Linked DNA regions of Danio rerio: region 2 is linked to region 1. A link is a contact called in public HiCAR-type data. All regions are on one chromosome and are shown on one strand. The core of a region is the stretch at or near the end of the contact, and the rest is flanking DNA. Distances in the headings are between cores, read along the strand shown.

Region 1 (3,142 bases), core at 516-3,015:
TTCTTCCAACATGGTGATATATTAACTGTTAGGATAATGTACCACTTTATAAATACTATTCATATGGCAATTTATCAAATGAGCTAACAATGAAACATATATCTGATGTGTTTGAACTTATCCTTTAATCTTAGTTAATTCAGCATTCTATATTTGAATATTATTTAATGTATTGTAATATCATTTATTTATTAAATAGACCATAGAAGACTACATAATTATACTTTAATTTAGGGAATTTTAGGGTATCACTTAATTCAGTGTTTCCCAATCCTGTTCCTGAAGGCACACCACCAGAACACATTTTCAACCTCTTCTTAATCAGACACACCAGCATCATCTCATCACTTAAGAAGAGACCTTAGACCTAAAATGAATGGGTCAGATAAGGGAGACATCCGAAATATGTACTGTTGGTGTGCCTCCGGGAACAGGGTTGGGAAACACTGAATTGACTAATTGATTGAATTTTATTTTAATACTTTTAATTTGAGTGGAATTTTATTTTACTTCATTTTATTTTGAACATATTAGAAGAACACTTAATAATAAGTAGTTAGAAAATATATTTTACTTTACATTTAATTTATTTGTTGTATTTTTTAAGTATTATTTTTTTATAAACTAACAATAACAAATATTAAGGTTTCTAAGAGCTACGGCTGCACCACTTGACTGATGCAGATTAGATTATGTGTTAAATTTAGGCATTGATAATGTTAACAAAACACATAGAAACATAGTTTCATGTGTGTTAATGAGGTAACATCACATGTTGTCATGTGGAGATGATGGTAATTATAACATGGCATGAAAAGCATCAAAACTGTAAAAACAAAACAAAAAGAATCACACACACACACACATATTTGGATGGTTCATTTAAGGATATACAGCATGCAAGATTCAGTCTATCAGAATATGTTCTGCAAAAATAAACATTGCTGTCCAGTATGCTGTTGTATAACGCAGCTCTCGCGGGAAATGAAAGTTTGTTGTTAAATAATTTGACTAAGAGGGTACAGGCTCTGTCTATAGAGAGGGTGTGTTAATCTTGCTCTTACACTGATTGACCTCATAGTCAATAATGATTATTGGGAAACTGCTTCCAGTGCTGTCAGCCTGAGCTCAAAGCCTGGAACCAAAAATAAAACAATAGTTTTCAACATACTTCCCCAGTTGGTTAATTAAATTAAGAATTGTAAACAACTTAAAATGACCTATTTACAAGCTAAAATGTTATGTGTATGAATGAGATAATATTTAATTAAATATCCGTTAATTTACATATGTTTTTAGTAATATGATCAGGTTCAAATTTCTTGTTTTGTTTTGTGAGTTTACATTCAGATGTTTTTCATTTCGGGGATTCCTTTTTTATAGATTAATTAAAAAATTGTTAATAGCCAGTAAAATTTACATTTTTACAGGTATTTTGTTCTTGTTATTGAATAAATTGATGTATATATACTGTAATCAAATGATTTCTGTAAGAACAAACCCCTCTATAATATCCTTCAGCAAATGGATAAATCTGGTTTCTGTAAGTGTTTCTAAAGAGAAGAGTTATAATCAATTGATTAATTGTATCTCAAATTGTTTACTGTGTTTACTTCGACTGAAAAAACCCCCACTTTATTTAAAGCCAAAATACCTAGACAGGTGCATGAAAAAAACTGTATTTTTGTCAATGTCTTTTTTTGATCACATTTATCTACATTCAATAATGTTCATATCTAACATTATTATTTTTAATTATGTCCAGGCTTCTTTAGCCCAGTCAGGTGACATGGCCCTGTCTTTCTGTGGGAACGACAGGGATAGTAACGCCTACAGCGTGGATAATGGAGTCTTGGACAATGGTTGCTTCGTGGATGCCCTCAACCTCGTCCCTCATGTATTTCTTCTCTTCATCACCTTCCCAATTCTCTTCATTGGTATGAATGACCTTGTCTTTTTTCCCTGTTCAGCAACCATGTGAATGCATTACAGTTTGTGAAACTCCACAGAGTTGCGTTTCATTCTGCATATAATACAGATGGCTTTTTTTACTGAAAATGTTTTGTTTTGTTTTTGTTTTGTTTTGCTTTATTTAGTTTTTTTTGTTTCCTTTCCTTTAATTTTATTTTATGGATAATCCTAGAAGTTTTATTTTAATTAGTTTTTAATTAGAGATAAATTAATTTTATTTTAATTTATTGACCATACTTGAAAAACTTATTTTAAATTAAATTAAATTAAATTTTGTTTAATTTAATTTAATTTAATTTAATTTTGTTTAATTTAATTTAATTTTATTGTAATTTTATTTTATTAAACATATGTCATATTTTGTTATATTTTTATAATTTTTTTCCATTTTATTTTAATAGATCAACACAATATTTACTCACAAAGTATAACTCAAGAGTAACGTAAAGCTTTGGGAATGAAAAATGGCTGGAAATAGCTTATAGCATCCTACCATTTATTATTATTCAGTTACAAGTTGCAACCAACCAGTCAAGAACTGTGACATGACAGATTAGCATATATATTTATGAATCTAATTACTAACAATCAAGATAATTCATCCTATCTGGATAAGCTTGAGTCATTAGTTTAATTGGTTGTTATATGGAAATAACATACCGTAGAATGTTAAGATTGACCAATAATTTAATATTTCAGAGTGCTGTGTAATAATCTGCTATATTAACCCATAAACAAACACTTGTTGTGTATTTGCTATTTAGTACTGTTCATTCATTTTCTGTTCTTATTAATCCAATTATAATATCCTGTAGGGTGTGAATTCAAAATCTAACTCAAAATTTCCAAGGAAGTAAATTCTTAAATTGTAAAGCCCTGGTTTTCTGACTTTCTTCTCACATACGTTATGTCTTCAGAAGCTGAGGGATCTAGACACTGTATCACAACAAGCTTTGCCAATTCATTATCTATATCGACTCCCCTAAGAGCATTTACTCAAAAGCATCTCAAAATGTTTCCGCCGATGCTGTAATGGTGTCAGTGCCGTTCCTCTTGTAGACTGTAAGCATTTTGCCGTACCTCATAATGAAAAAATGTTTCCCAGGGAAGAATTATTACACTGTTAGCCAAAGAAGGGAAAACAAGACAGGCGGAGACAGATACAAAGTGC
Region 2 (3,116 bases), core at 338-2,837, 57 kb after region 1:
TAATTATAAATATGTCATTTGTATCATAAGCATGTAACATCATTATATTGTGTGCCTAACTTTTTTACACATGAATTTAAAATAAAAAAAATCGCTTTTTGTGTATTTAATTAACTCTGCGAAGTGCATTTGCATTGCATATGTTTTAAAGCAACGTTTAAACAGTAAACTAGTTATTAAACTTCACAAATGTTAATATTATGTACATTAATTGTGACAGAAAACAGGCTACTTTGCTATACAGCGCCACCTTCTGTTCATATGTGTGCCTTTGTTCAAATTGAGAAATCCATTTATGCAATATTATTGTTACTATTATATTAGCTTATATTATGCTACTATTTGAGAAACACATTGTGTTATAAAAATAAAAATAATTCCTTTAAAATGTACTGAAGCGCAGAGACTATTAAAGTTGTCAGGTTATTTTTAGATGCCTGAAAAGGAGGTGAAACTTTTTAAATTGAAAATGACAATAAATATCATTCCAAACGCAGAATATAAGAGAATAATGCACAGAAAAAGAACAAATCAGCTAGAGAGCAGTGATGGAAACAAGATAAACGGATGAATTTTATGAATGCTTATTAAAATATTATTGTTAGCCTAAAATACAATTTAAAAAAAGATATGTGTATGTGTAGTAGGCTAGTAGTAGTATTAATAACAACATACACAGACATACACATAACTTGATGAAGTTTAAAAGGTTTATTTTTGCTTTTGCTATTAAAATATTATTATTTATAATCATTATTATTATTTTGTTATTATTGTTATCATTTTCAACAAACAATTGTTTAAACAAAGGAAAACTTTAGTTGAATTAAATCTGTGTCGAATAGTATAGTTTAAATATATAGTTTTTAAAAAATATATTATTATTCTGTAGGCTAAATAATAAATTTGATTGGTTGAGGTAATTTATTTAATTTAATCATATATACCTAATATGGGCAAGAATAAATTAGCCTATAAGATCTCCATAGCGCGCTCCTGTGGTCCTCATAGGTCTCCACCCTTATAATATCGTGTTATGAAAGATTCACCGACAATTCTCGCGTTAAACTAGTTTTTTTTTCTCTCCAGAAAGTAAATGTAAAAATTCATCAATTCAATAGTCGCAATAATTTTGCAACTCGTTTGTTCGGATAGCATGCGTTTGTTTCTTTTAAGTGCACTGGCTAATCTTTCTTTTACTTTCTATTTACATAAAGAAATTCATTGCTTTTAATCTGTAACATTGGCGAATATAACCCGTTTAAAATGCTGAAGTAGTTTCAAGCGCTCTTCTGTCCGATGTGAGTGTCAGTCGGAGGCTGTAGGACAGGGATGTACCGCCCATGAGTCCAGTAGAGCAGCCCGATCTCCATCAGAAACACACATTCAGAAGCGCTTCAAACACTCACTTCTGCTCTTTTCCAGCCTTTATTCTAGAAACTGGCCCAAGAACACGGATTAAACTATTTATTGTGATCAAATCACTTTTTTTCTTATAGTTTATGCTACTTCGCCAAGTTAAACCGTGGATGCGGGATGGTTATTAAGCGCGTTTGACACGCTCAGGAGAAGTTTTTGTTGTAAATCATGTTGCCGCGGAAGAGCATCATCCCGGAGGAGTTCGCGCTGCCGGCGCTGGTGTCCCGGGTGCCGCGTAAACCAGTGTTCAGAGACCGCGTGAATAAAGCGCGCTTCATCGCCAAGAGCGGCGCGTGTAACTTGGCGCACAAGAACATCCGTGAGCAGGGCCGGTTCCTGCAGGACGTCTTCACCACTCTGGTGGATCTGAAGTGGCGCTTCACGCTGGTCATCTTCACCATGACATTTCTGTGCAGCTGGCTGCTGTTCGCCATGAGCTGGTGGCTGGTGGCCTTCGGGCACGGAGATCTGGACACCGACCGTAAACCTGCCGTGGAGCAGTGCGTCACCAATGTCAAGTGAGTGCCGTTGACTTGATTGCATGTGCAGATGTCCAAAACATGTCTATCCTCCTGTTTTGTATCTGTAGCCTATAAAACTGTTGCAAACTGATGACATATTTCATTTTATAACCTAGCCTATTTTTAAGGTATTTTATCTTCTTTTTTTTTTTAAGAAAATATACGTTTTAGGAAAATGTTTTTGTCAATACGTGGAAATATATATTTTTTATATTCAAAATAATAATTATTAAAATTATTCATTTATGGTGAATGTAATAAAAATCCAATTTAAGCAGTTTTAAAAATTATTCATAACATTGTTAAATACTTATATTAAAGGGGGAAATTACCGTCATAAATTAAGTTTAACTTTGGCATTTTATAATCATAAATGTATAACAAATATTATATCACAATATTGATAGGCCTTTTATAAATGTCATGTAATGATAATTAAATTTGTAGCAAATAAAAATTAGATTACTAAAAGTTAAAAACACTACAATATTATTGCGTTGGAGCTTTAATAAACTTTATAATGCAAAAACAACATTACACGCATATTAATATACTGTTCTGTGTCAGTTAAATCAGTTGACTGTTGAAATTTTTATCCCAACTAGTTGAGTAATTAAACAAATACCCCAATAAAGGTTAAAAATAACCAAACAAAGCACCAGATATTTAACCCAATGGTTCAGTTATTAAATAAATAACCCAATAAAGGTTAAAAATAACCCAACAAAGCACCAGATATTTTAAACTCAACCAATGGATTGAATAAATAATAGAACGTTATTTAGAGATTGTATATTATAATACTATCTAATATATATATATATATATGATCTTATAATATAATTATGAAGCCATTATATTAAATGTAGATTTTATACAAAAATAATTCAACTAAAATTGCTAAATAAAATCCAAATTAACAAAACCAAATAAAAAAAAGACAAATCTAAATGTATAATAAAGTAATAACAGTAATTAAGGCAATTGTGTATTTTTTTTTACATATGGGCCATATAATTTAGGTCAAATTATTAGGTTGTTTTATTCCATGTGGATGTTATTTCTGCCGCCTAAAACTGATGTTTTTTTTTCCTTCCAGCTCTTTCACCTCTGCCTTCCTGTTCTCCATCGAGGTGCAGGTGACTATAGGTTTCGGAGGGCGTATGATAACAGAGC

The links. HiCAR-type assays count read pairs that join an accessible place to other places.
Region 2: a HiCAR-type map of caudal fin shows a contact between it and region 1, with 2.9 times the contacts expected there. The contact joins the promoter of kcnj8 here to the promoter of abcc9 in region 1. A contact is called at or near these places in 9 of 18 Hi-C or Micro-C datasets (caudal fin, embryo, fibroblasts and 4 more) and 2 of 4 datasets of contacts at active chromatin or transcription factors (caudal fin and embryo).

What each region holds. Positions count from the first base shown.
Region 1 is chr4:15,241,432-15,244,573 of GRCz12tu, forward strand. It overlaps abcc9 (ATP-binding cassette, sub-family C (CFTR/MRP), member 9), which reads left to right and starts at 1,766. Exons shown (of 37, transcript NM_001030154.1): 1 at 1,766-1,937. The coding sequence starts at 1,790. It also overlaps a transcript of plxnb2a.3 not described here.
Region 2 is chr4:15,298,341-15,301,456 of GRCz12tu, forward strand. It overlaps kcnj8 (potassium inwardly rectifying channel subfamily J member 8), which reads left to right and starts at 1,588. Exons shown (of 2, transcript NM_001030153.1): 1 at 1,588-1,937; 2 at 3,040-3,116. The coding sequence starts at 1,588. The region is part of intron 1 of LOC141381604 (a long non-coding RNA gene); the gene reads right to left.